2 separate regions of the Mus musculus genome follow, and region 2 is linked to region 1. A link is a contact called in public HiCAR-type data. All regions are on one chromosome and are shown on one strand. Each heading gives the region's core, a stretch centred on a gene start, on an enhancer-like site or on the middle of the called end of the contact. The rest is flanking DNA. Distances are from core to core; before and after follow the strand shown.

What was found. HiCAR-type assays count read pairs that join an accessible place to other places.
Region 2: a contact with region 1 is called in a HiCAR-type map of kidney, with 2.5 times the contacts expected there. The contact joins two enhancer-like sites. A contact is called at or near these places in 1 of 484 Hi-C or Micro-C datasets (ECoMG-derived neutrophils), 3 of 115 datasets of contacts at active chromatin or transcription factors (astrocytes, embryonic basal ganglia and kidney) and 1 of 9 other capture datasets (embryonic stem cells).

Annotation. Positions count from the first base shown.
Region 1 is chr10:69,943,198-69,949,531 of GRCm38.p6, reverse strand. The region is part of intron 26 of Ank3 (ankyrin 3, epithelial); the gene reads right to left. Among named protein-coding and RNA genes, the nearest start is that of Gm33361, 25 kb to the right of the region's middle. Within about 2 kb of position 3,086, at least 29 of the 459 cell types and tissues checked have an H3K27ac peak or open chromatin away from gene starts, as enhancers often do. A contact at or near this core is called in kidney, where this site is marked.
Region 2 is chr10:70,298,121-70,304,454 of GRCm38.p6, reverse strand. All of the region lies in intron 2 of Gm40687 (a long non-coding RNA gene), which reads right to left. Among named protein-coding and RNA genes, the nearest start is that of Gm33704, 7.9 kb to the right of the region's middle. Within about 2 kb of position 2,749, at least 9 of the 459 cell types and tissues checked have an H3K27ac peak or open chromatin away from gene starts, as enhancers often do. A contact at or near this core is called in kidney, where this site is marked.

The DNA.
Region 1 (6,334 bases), core at 1,837-4,336:
AGAGAGAGAGAGAGAGAGAGAGAGAGAGAGAGAGAGAAGGGGAGAGAGAGAGAGAGAGAGAGAGAGAGAGAGAGAGAGAGAGAGAGAAACTTGAAACAGAAGATAATAAGGAAACAACTCAAGGTCCTTTCCCAGTTCTGAAGCCCATGTTCTCAGTGTAAGAGGATCTACTATGTGACAAGGAGTGAGATCCCCCTCTGAGACCACTAGGGCTGCATCAGCATGGAATTTCAGAGCCTAGAGACAGAGATGGCCACACACCCCTTAGGGAACCAGGGGATGTGTGTATGTCTGGGGAGGGGGTTGTCAACCATTTCACAAGAGTCCCTAAGACTGTTGGCAAACATAGATATTTACATTACAACTCATAACAGTAGCACAATGACAGTTATGAAGTAGCAACAAAAATAATTTTATGGCTGGGGGAGATCACCACAACATGAGGAACTGTATTAAGGGAAAGAATAAGGAAGGTTGAAAACCATTGCACCGGAGGAAGGTCAGGGGCTCAAGGTCGTGTTCTGATACATAGTGAGTGACTCTGAGCCTAGCCTAGGTTACGTGAAACCTTGCCTCAAAAACAAAGCAAACAAAACCAGCCAGCCAACAAATAAACAACAAAACCCCTGACTTACAAATATACCCCAAATGACTCAGACTATTTGTGTGTGTACAAGTAGGTCCATGTGGGGGAGGAGGGGAGGAAAGAGGGGGAGGAAGAGGGGGGAGAGGGGGAGAGGGAGGAGAAGAAGGAGGGGGAGGGGGAGAGGGAGAGAGAGGAGGAGAGGGAAAGGAAGAGGGGGAGGGGGAGGGGGAGGGGGAGGAGGGAGGGGAAGGGAAATGGGAAAGGGAAGGAGAAAGAGATGACCTTGGGTATTGTACTTCAAGAATTGTCTATCTTGGTGGTTTTGGGATGGAAAACAAATCTCTTTCTGGCTTGGAGCTTACCAATTTGATTAAGCTGGCTAACCAGCAGCACACCTCCAGGATTGTTCCTCCCGTCTTCCTCAGCACTGGCAATACAATCGAGCTGCCAAGCCTCACTTTCTATGTGGTTCTAGGGCGGGGACTTAGGTTCTCACCACTTGCATGGCAAGTCCTTTAGTGAATTGAGCTATGTCCTCAGCCTTAAAAGGCATAACAGCTCTGACATTTAAAACAGATAGTCTGTAGAGCAACTGAGTCTATTTGAGTCATGGTTTAGGTCCTAGGAAAATGCCAAAGTGAATGAGGGATAGGTATCACTGCATTTAACAAGAGAAGACAGTGTGTGTGTGTGTGTGTGTGTGTGTGTGTGTGTGTGTGTATGTGTGTGTATGTGTGTGTGTGTGTGTATGTGTATGTGTGCGTGTGTGTGTGTGTGTGTGTATGTGTATGTGTGTGTGGGTATGTGTGTGTGTGCGTGTGTGTGTGTGTGTGTATGTGTATGTGTGTGTGGGTATGTGTGTGTGTATGTGTGATTAGAATTTGATGCTGGGCCTGAAGCAAAGGCTCAGCAGCTAAGAGCACTGGCTGTTCTTGCAAGAGAGCCCAGGTTTGATTTCTAACATCTCTACGGTGGCTTGAAGCTATCTGTAACTCCAGTTCCAGAGGATCCAACACCCTCTTCTAGCCTCCAAAGACTGTACATACATGGTACAGGTATATACACTCAGGAGCACAGCTAACATAAATCTTACAAACAAACAAATAATCTAATACGACTGGACAGAGCTGAGATTAACTTTGGAGAGCAATGAACCACTGGAGAAACTCACGTTCAGTCAGCTAACCACTTAGACCAGCTTTTACAGACACCAGCAGCAGCCAACTGTCACACTGGGACCAGGGACTGAATGCAAAGCTACTTTAGTATTTTTGGTGATGTTGGTGAGGAGCATGTGTGTGTGTGTGTGTGTGTGTATGCGCGCGCGCGCGCACGCGCGCGCATGTGTGTGGTTGTGGGGACAAATTACAGCTGTATGTCTGAGGCCCTTGAGTGATTTTCCATTTAGACCTTTAGAGTGCTTTTTTTAAAGTCTGATAAATTAATAATCTTTCACCTCTTTGTTAATTACAGTAAATTATTTACCTTCAGTACTCTGAGAAACTTACTGGTGACATTAATAATTAAAACCAGGAATTATACCACACAGAAAGGTATCCCACCGGCATGTAATATTCACGAGGCAGGATGTGCCAACTTGCCAGGATCCGACAACCCCCTTTGGATCTGCTTTCTCTCCTTGCCTCCCCTAGCTCTTTGCAGCCCATCAGAGCCTAGTCACACCACAGCTGAGCAGATGGTACACCTGGCCATCCCAGGGAGCTAGAATGTGCTGCCGTGCCTCTGAAAGGTAGCATTTCAAGCCAATGTTGGCTGCCAGAACAGTTTCTCCTCAGAGTCCCCTTTTCTCTTTCGTGGAGGTTGGTTCAGGTTTATGAGTGGCCCTGAGTCCGAATAACTTAAATATGAGCTGCCAGAATGTTCTTACTGTAGGGGCGGTTTCTGAAGCAAAATAACAGCAACTCAGGCAAACCTACGGTTTTATAGGCAGATCATGAATTGGTAATTTCCTTTCCAACTGTCTCCACATACTTACAGGCTAGAGTTTGGGGAAAACTGAGCAGAGACATGCCAGCATCTACTTATTTTATAAACAAACAGTATTCCTTTCAGAGTGTCTGTCCTCACCATCAATGCTCAGGGGCACTATGGCTCCCATTTAAAGGACTAAGCAGAGCACATCGCTGGGTGACCATTAAAATAGAAGCAGTAGCTGCGGACGCAGCTCAGTGGCAGAACATTTGCGTAGCATGCGTGAAGCCCTGGGTCTGGCTCCCAGGACCATATATACCTGGCATAATGGCACACACCTGTAATTCTGACATTTGGAACGTGGAAGCTGGAGGATCAGGAGTTCAAGGTCACCCTCAATTGGGACGTGAGTCGCAGGCTAGCATGGGCTACATGAGCCTCAGCTCCTAGATCTATTGGGACCGAGGTGGTATCTAGTGAAAAAGTGCAGCTTTGGGGCTGAGCCGCCTGTAGCTGGATTTGGCAGCGCCTGTTGGCACTTTCTATGGGAGATGACCCTTGCTACCGTGAACTTATTGGAGGTGGCTCAAAGGTGGTTATGGGCTCTCCAGACCCAGTTTTCACAACACCTCTGAAAACGTGGTGTCACTATCTGAGGGGTTTTGTTTGTTTGTTTTTTTTTATTTTTTGTTTTGTTTTTTAATTTCAGGAAAGGAGTTAGAAGGGCTGGCTGGGGTCCAGCATCTACGGTCCTGTGCTAAGGCCTGCGCCTGCTCATAGAGACAGCAGATTTTCTCCTAACAGCATCTGCTACTGCAAGGGTACTGACTACCCTATAGACCCTCCTGGCCATGGGCACAGGGGGTGCATGTATTTAGGGGATTAGTCTACATGCCCACTTGGTACAGACAAAGCCAACCTCCAGCAACTGACCCCCAATGTGTGTAGGGGGACACTTTGCTCTGGATCGTTTCCATGGCAACATCTGCCGGCCTGTGGTCCTTCACATTTTTTTTCCCCCATTCTCCCAGTGTCTTTGTCTTTCATTGGTTGATAAGAGACTCGGCCAGAGTGTAAATCACGCCCTGGCACTGACGCCATATTGGTGTTAAACTATAATGCGGTGTCTTTTAATGTAAAAAGGCTTCCATTCTCCCCAGAGGACTTTGATTTTATATGAGGTTATGTGTTAAAACATGACGATTTACTGAGGAAAAGAACAAAACCCAAAACGTTTCAGTTTCAGGCTAAACCCTGGGACTTTCCAGACATTTACACGGGATGCTGGTACCAACAGACAGCTCCTGCTCAGTACTAACACGCACCTTACAAAAACCGGGGTCCAGTTTATTCACTCAAAAAGTGCTTAGTTCTTAAAAATTTTGTTTTATTTTTGAGACAGATTCTTGCTAAACAGCTCTGGCTGCTTTGTCGGAAACTGTATAGTCCAGGCTGGCTTCACACTCATGGCAATCCTCCTGCCTTAGCTTCTTGAGTGCCAGGATGACAGGAGTAAGTTATCACCTTGGCTTTTCCTTCTTTTTAAACAGTGCTCCAATAATCCATGGTGTGCTAATCCCATGGTAATGACTGCCTGCCTTAGGTTCTCCAAGTCCCCAAAACTTTTAGACCTCAAAGTGACATTACACTCATTTTACAGTTAAGGGGAAGGAGGCACTCAGAGATTTAAAAAAAAAAATCTGGCAACACAAAGTCACTGGCTGGCACACAGCGGCTTCGGAGGGACAATACATTAAAAGCAGTTCCCATCGATTTCTTACAAACTTTGACTCCCACATCAAAGGGACCATCGGCACAGGGTCTTCACCTTCATCTTGGGGCATTATTACCATCACACTGCACATTATACAAGGGAGTCCAAAGCCTGACTAAATGATGAGGTCACTGTCTCCGAGAGCTTAATATTTTCTAAAAATAGTATCCCGGCCGCCCAACGCATCAGAGGAAAGAAGAGAGTAAGAACACACTGGCCTTATTAACCGGGACACACCCTGAAGTTCAGGTCTGGAAATAAACGGAACATGTTGGTCTGACAAACCAGGACACGCCCAGAAAGCCCAAATCTGGGAATAAATACTAAGTATAGGAGAAGAGGGCAGGAAGGGGGGGATAGAGAGAGGGAAGAGATGAAGAAATGGATGAAGAGAGGGAGGAAAGGGGGGAGGGGGAGAAAAAGAAAGGGGGGGAGAAAGATCTAGTTGGCTCTATCATCCAATCTCTCCCAACTGCTGACTGTTAGCCCTTAGTGTCAAAAGTATGTAGTATATACCGCCTATCATCCCTCAGTCCTTACATGGAACTTTCCAGCATAGGGGTGGGGCTACCCATCTCCCAGAATCTCCTCCCTATATAATGCAGACATTTTGGCCTCTCTCCCTGTCTCTCTGCATTTCTGAGTTTTCTCTCTCCCTGTATGCACATGTTCTTTTTCTTCTCCCTCCCCTCCCTCTTCCTCTCCATGGTGACCTTCCTTCGCCTCGTTCCTTGGGATCAGTGCACCTGCCCAGGAACAACTTCTCGATAATCCTGCCTGCCTTTATTTTAATCTGGCTTGAATGGACTCATTTCAGCGGCGGAGAATAACATCAATTTTAAGTACACGGTAGCCTAATGCACCAAGGCATAAATAGCTGAAGAGCATTGCTTCTTACATTGATGCAATGTTGCATCCATCTCTCCATGCCAACTTTTAGGGTGTGGGCACTCTCCAGACCACGGGGTTGGGGGGGGGGGCGGGGGGGTGAAAGCAACCACTGGATTGAACAACATTGGCCAAGTGGAAATGGAAACTTCAGAGATTGCTCAGTGTAGAGCACTTGCCTTCCAAGTAGCAAGATGACAAGAGAATTTGGGGCCAGGGGGAACCTCCCCTCCCCCTCTCCCTAGGGTGCTTCAAGACAGGTCAGACATTTGGGTTAGGGTAACTTGGATTCCTAAGAGGAGTCAGGGAATAGATGGAGGCTCAAGTCTCAGCTCCCCCCCCCCCCCCCCCGCCCCTGGCTTCTGTTTGTTAAAGTGCAGATTAACACCTATTTTAGCAGAGCATGGTGGGCTTTGGCTGTAACCCCAGCACTCAAGAGGCAGAGACAGATGTTTGAGGTGGCTTGAGCTTGGCCCCTGGAGCCCATGTAGAAAGCCAGACAGAGTTGTACATACACATCTGTAGCCTGAGCATTCCTGAGGCAGGACAGAAGGAGCAAAATTTCAGAGACATGTGAAGGAAAAGAACCCAAACAAAGCCCCTCCAAGCTACGAAGAATCCCAGAATAAGCAATGCTGGTTGTAAAGGACTGTGATATTGTTATTACTTTCATAAATATCATCTAGACAATTAATGCTAAGATAGCAGTGTCTCAGTGTAAGGCTTGGATGTCTATGTCTATGACCTTGGGCAGGACTTCATCAATCTCCCCAGATAGCGCCTGAAACTCTCACACAATAAGAGAGATTCCCTGTGGGTGAATCTTTTTACCCTACCAATTGTGATCCTATTAGGTGCCCTCAGCAACCTCCCACTGTCAAATCCACTAAATTCCTACTCACGACTGTTGCTATGCAAATAGTGAACCTGGACTCTCCCAGGGGCCATGGGTCCTCAGCCTTTCTTTCAAGCTCTGTCCGTTCTCAGAACACCCGCTGTGAAGCCTGTATTATAATGTCTTCAAATAAAATTCCCAGCTCTGCTTCATAGACCTGACGTTCTTTTCAGTGTCAAAGTCCCTAATCCTGGTGTGGCTGGAACTAAGGTCCCTACAACTCTTGGGGAAATCATGAGCTGCTGAGAGTTACAACGGG
Region 2 (6,334 bases), core at 1,500-3,999, 360 kb before region 1:
AAAATATTTGAAGGCCCAGAGACAAAAAAGGGAATGCGCTGTTCAAGGGACAGAAAGAACTCTGTCTTGAGTGATGGACACAAGATGGAGACTCTGCCAGGAGCCTCCGACCTGCGCTGAGGGCCACTTCATACAGGACAGTGGGGTGCTGCTAACTCAGGACTGCCACCTCTGTCCAGATGAGGGGTGCAGCTTGGCCCAGAAAGATGGTCTGGGGTGAGCGGAGTAGCCTGTGAATTCAAGAGACTCCGAGGAGGCGGAAGCTATAGAAACAAGCAAAGGATTGTATGGAGGGGGATGGGAAGGGAAAGAAGAGAGTCAAGTACCCTAACGTCTGGAACAATCATGGGGTAGGGAGCTCTGAGTGTCTACGCCTTCCCCGAACGCACATGACAGGCCTTTGGGAGAGACTACACTGTATGTAAATATACACGTTTAGTTGAATCCACTCTCACCTTTCTACCATGTAGGTTTTGGGATCTGATTTCCCGTCATTGGGCTTCATAGCAAGCGCCTCTGCCCCACTGAGCCATCTTGTCCACCCCCGAGCCACACTTCTGTTGTTGTGCCTGTTATCAGCCTCTGTGCCTTCCCCCTCATTCTGTGGGTGTTTGAGGCTCGGGCATTTGAAACACTGCCTCAAGTTAGTTACCGCTGTTAACACTTGGTGTTCCTTCAGAGATATCTGGGCTGGGGAGAGGGTTAGTTAACTCAGAACAAAGAGACCATTAATAGTATGGTAATAACGTGTGTGTGTGTGTGTGTGTGTGTGTGTGTGTGTGTGTGTGTGTGCGCGCGCACGTGTGCATGTGTATGTGTATGGTCTCCTATCTGAGTACGGCATGCAAGCATGTCTTTAGATCACAGATTATGAAATAGCCCCTTCTCTCCCTCCTGTGCCCTCTTAGGGAGAGACTACCAAAGCATGCAGGGGCCTAACTTAAAAGATTAGATTGTCTTTAGGTGTCTATCTGAAGGCTGCCCAATGGTTGGAAGCCAGAAAAATGTATTTAGACTTACTGTAAGGAAGACGTTTCCATCGCCCCCTTCTGACCTCCAGGGGTACTGCATGCACATGATACACAGATACTTGCAGTTGATGCTCATATACATTAATTAATATGTAAAAAGGAAAGAAACGTGAACTTCACGACCGAGTTAAGGATGGAATCAAGTAGTGACCTTGATTCTGCTGTCTCCCACGTCTGTGTCTCAGCTCCTATGACATCAGCATGAGTTAGGTAAGATCTAAATATTGTTATAGTTTGATTGTAAAAGAATAGTAGCAGCCAGGCGTGGTGGCGCACACCTTTAATCCCAGCACTCGGGAGGCAGAGGCAGGCAGATTTCTGAGTTCCAGGACAGCCTGGTCTACAAAGTGAGTTCCAGCACAGCCAGGGCTACACAGAGAAACCCTGTCTGGAAACCACGTACCCCCCTCAAAAAAAAAAAAAATAGTAGCAACAAGCTCATAGATGCACTGTAAACTTCAGGGAGACAGCTGGGCCTCTTGGGAGTATTTTGTCTTACACACTACCTCAGAGGACCATGTAAAAGGTTGCTGATATTTGGGTAATGGAGAATTAAACTCTTATCCCCACCATCCAACGGAGTTTAGCTCTCATGACACAATATGCTCGCTGCAGAAAGGAAAATAAATGTCGCATTAAAAGTGACTTTTTCAGTGGTGTCTTTATTCTGCTCAGAAATGAAGGATTGGGCTTATAAATGGCTGTGTGTAGTTCTAGAAGGGAGGCCCCATTTCTCTCGTCACCTTAGATCACACAGTTATAAAGCTTTTATCTCTCTGTGGTGATGAGAGAATATATAGGTTCAGAGGCCTAATCTTTTTTTTTTTTTTTTTTTGGTTTTTGGTTTTTGGTTTTTCGAGACAGGGTTTCTCTGTGTAGCCTTGGCTGTCCTGGAACTCACTCTGTAGACCAGGCTGGCCTCAAACTCAGAAATCTGCCTGTCTCTGCCTCCCAAGTGCTGGGATTAAAGGTGTGCGCCACCACCGCCCGACTAGAGGCCTAATCTTAAACTCCAGTATGACATTTGTGTGGTCTTTGCCTCTCAAGTCTCTCTGCAAGGTATAAAGGACAGCGCCCCTCACAGCACCACAAGGTCAAACGGGGACCAAGGACACTGTTGGGGTAGTGTTTGACACAGGTTTTTTACACACTGGGCAGGGAGAGAAGTTAGACACACACACACACACACACACGCACACACACATCATTTAAAACTAATGAACCTTGGTGGTGAATGTTGGCACACACCATTAATCCTAGCATTTGAAGGCAGAGGCAGGAGGCTCTCTGAGTTCAAGGACAGCCTAATCTAAATGGTGAGTTCTAAGCCAGTCTACAGAGTGAAACCCCGTCTGAAATAACAATGATAAATAAAAGAGAGCATTTCCCCTAAGGTGCCCATGGTTTGGACAGAAGCCCCGGCTTTGTGTAGGCCCTTGTCTCTATCACACCCCCTCAGGTATTCCTTAGGTCAGTGCCATTCCCAAGAAAGGAAGAAGCTATGTTTACCCCTACGGCTGGACTTGATTTTGACCTAGCAAGATTCCATAAAAGCACATTTTCAACTTTTAGTCTATTACTCCAAAACATGCATGTCTTTTGAATGCAGAAAATGACCTTTGCAGGGAAACAAAATGTCCCCAGAGGAGCAGAGCTATCATAAGCAGAGACAGTGGCTGGCCTCTCTGTCCTTCCCCTGCCTGGCATCACAGATGATAATTAAACAGGGAGTGAACTCAAGAGTCAACAAATTCATTACAGGAAAAACACTCAATGCACGCAGGGAAAGGGGTTTGCGTCAAAAGAACACCTTGGTGGAGGAATGCCGCAAAAAAAATCGTACCATGCCACAGACCTCATGCAGGAGATTTATTGGGGATGGAAGAGGCAAAAGGCTACCTCTGAGCAGGGCTGGGGAAAGAGAGAGACCAGGAGGTCAGAGCATGCACACAGGGAAAATACAGGAAGGTAGAAACCCGACACATCAATGGTTAAAGGCAGGGTGGGGGATGGGGGAGCTGCTGGTCCTGGAATGTGGGAGGTTCCTAGTTAACTAATACCCAGAGGCTGGTGTCCCTTGTCCTGTGCTTAGCCTTGCCCTGTCCTTAAATACAAAACAACCCTGGCTTCAATATTCTTGGGAAGAGATGAGGGAGGCTCTTCCCTCTAACTCCTAACAAGAATCACATCCTGGAGCTGGAGAGATGGCTCAGTGGTTAAGAGCACTGACTGCTCTTCCAGAGGTCCTGAGTTCGATTCCCAGCAACCACATGGTGGCTCACAGACATCTGTCATGGGATCCGATGCCCTTTTCTGATGTGTCTAAAGACAGTTATAGTGTACTCATATACATAAAATAAATTTTTAAAAAATCTACACACACACGAAAAAAATCACATCCTATATGCTTTAAACGGAAGTTCTAAGGTTTCAGAACACATTTCTGGAACCTTGCTAAGATGGTTTGAAAGAGAAGGGCCTCCACGGGCTCATACATTTAAATGCTTGGTCCCTAGTTGGGATGGTTTGGGAAGGATTAGAAGGTGTGGCTTTGTTGAAGGAGGTGTGTCACTGGGGCGGGCTTTGAGGTTTCAGAAGCCAACACTATTCCTAGCTAGTTCTCTCTCCCTCTCCCTCTCCCTCTCCCTCTCCCTCTCCCTCTCCCCCTCCCCTCCTCCCCTCCGTCTCCCTCTCCCCCCTCTCCCTCTCCCCTCTCCCCTCTCCCCTTCTCCCCTCTCCCTCTCTCCTCTCCCCTCTCCCCTCTCCCCTCTCTCCTTCTCTCCCCTCTCCCCTTTCCCCTCTCCCCTCTCCCCTCTCTCCTTCTCCCCTCTCCCCTCTCCCCTCTCTCCTTCTCCCCTCTCCCTCTCCCTCTCTCCTCTCCCCTCTCCCTCTCCCCTCTCCCCTCTCTCCTTCTCTCCCCTCTCCCCTTTCCCCTCTCCCCTCTCCCCTCTCCCCTCTCCCCTCTCCCCTCTCCCTTCTCCCCTCTCCCTCTCTCCTCTCCCCTCTCCCCTCTCTCCTTCTCTCCCCTCTCCCCTTTCCCCTCTCCCCTCTCTCCTTCTCCCCTCTCCCCTCTCCCCTCTCTCCTTCTCCCCTCTCCCTCTCCCTCTCTCCTCTCCCCTCTCCCCTCTCCCTCTCCCCTCTCCCTCTCCCCTCTCCCCTCTCTCCTTCTCTCCCCTCTCCCCTCTCCCCTCTCTCCTTCCTGCCTGTGGATTAAATGTAACTCTCTGCTGCTGCTCCAGAGCCTTGTCTGGCTGCCTGCTGACCTGTTCCCCTTCATAATAGCCATGGACTCACCATCTGGAACTGTGTACCCCAAACTAGATGGTTTCTTTTATTAATTGTCTTGGACATGGTGTTTTGTCATAGGACAGAAAAGTACCTAAGACACCTACCACAAAAATACCACTGCTGGGAGGGGGCCATAGATAAAGACTGGCTGACGGTCACAGAGGACACATAGGCTGCAGCTTGGCACAGCCTGCACCACTGCTTCTGCAGTGGAAGGGGAGGGATGCAATGCAGCTGTCCTTCAAGGCTGTGCCCTTGGAGCCAGACCGCAGGAAAACTGACAGCCAGCCCACTCTCTCCCACTTTTGTGTGTTTAGTTCAACAGCAACCAAACTGATATCCTAGGAAGAGAACAGAGTAGAAGACGGTAAAATACAAACAAGTTATTTTCTCCCACGTGGCCTCAAAATGTCCTTGGGCTAGTTTGTTTGAAGCCAAGATCTCACCACAGAAAATGATGCTATCTTTAATATCGATTTTTCTCTCTTCCTTTTTCAATCTAGTTCAGCCCCCAGGGTACGTGAGAGTGACAGCCTTAGTGATCCCGGAGAACATGACCCATGGCCAGAAATGTCTTTGTTGCTCTGTTGTATACCATTTTTTTTAACTATTCTGTTGCAGCAGATGTCTAGTCTATCCAGATGTGGTGGATCAGTACTCAGAAGGTTGAGGCAGGAGGTTGGGATTCCAAGGTCAGCCTGGAAGACTACATAAAATAAATAAAATAAAATAAAATAAAATAAAATAAAATAAAATCCTATCTTAGAGGAAATGACAAGTTCACATTCCATACTTCAAGGGTTCAAGTTGTACCACATCAAGAGTTGTGCAGTGTTTAGCGGTCATAGATAGCACGCCCACATCCTGTTACTATCCCCTGTGGGAGTTTGAGATTTCCCCTTCAGCAGCAAGATTTTTAACCATAAATTGACCCAGGAAGGACTGGAGTGACACTGTTGTTTGTTTGTTTGTTTTGTTTTTTTAATGATCCCCAAAGGCATGTTTTTCTATTTCTTTCTTAAAATTCTCTGTCCCCCTCTGAGCCTCCCAGCTGACCATAGACACTTTCCTTAACCCTCTGGCTAAGATAGGTGTGTAGGACCTCACAGCCTTCCACATTGTGCTGTGAAGGATGTAGGGAGCATGATCGGGCCACCTCTCCATGAAAGGTCACCTCCATGTCTGTGTGTCTTAGGAGGGTGCTATTTGAAAGGGTAGCATGTGAAAACCCGGGAGATAGATGAGTATCTTTCTACATAGGGTCATGAAACAGGTCTTGGGAAAGGCTTTCTAGTATAGGTTAAGAGGACACAATTTAAAACAGATCTGCTTCTCCCCCACTCCCTGACCTGGCCACAGCCATACCTTCACCCCATCATTCAGCTTAGTACAACAGAGACCACCCAGCCTAGGTCAGATGGTTGTGAATGGTCACATGGGTGCTGGGAACCAACCCTGGGTCCTCTGAGAAGAGCGGCAAGTGGTCTTAACTGCCGGGCCATCCACCCTGCCCCATCTCCACCCGTTCCAGTGTCCTCTGTGAGGATGCCTTACTTGCCAGTGTTGAGTTCTGTGACTCACTGGCTGAGGCTGCCTCCGAGTCTGCTCCCGCACCAGGATGGGAACTTGCAAGTCCTGAGTTAGACATCTCAGCTCCCAACTTCTCTCCTGATGCCAGGACTAACAGAAGATCTTAGGTACTGTTCAGAAGCTCAATACCTTCTTCCCATAAACCTCTAGCCTCTGCCCCTCAGACATACGTACGTGTGTAGACGTATAGATGTGTAAAGCTACAGATGGTGCACAGACATCCGACCTCCTGAAGTGCCTCACGCTGACACACCCTCGCGGAGAAAGGACCAAATTCCGTCACTGGCTCCCATTGATGAACATCTCCCATAGAACCCACATAATGAGAACTTTTATGCTAAGGTTGGGATGTCAGGTAAAAGCTTAAATTGTTTCCCTACAAAATTGGACTTTAAAGGCTTTTGATGCCTTAACGGAAATGAAAA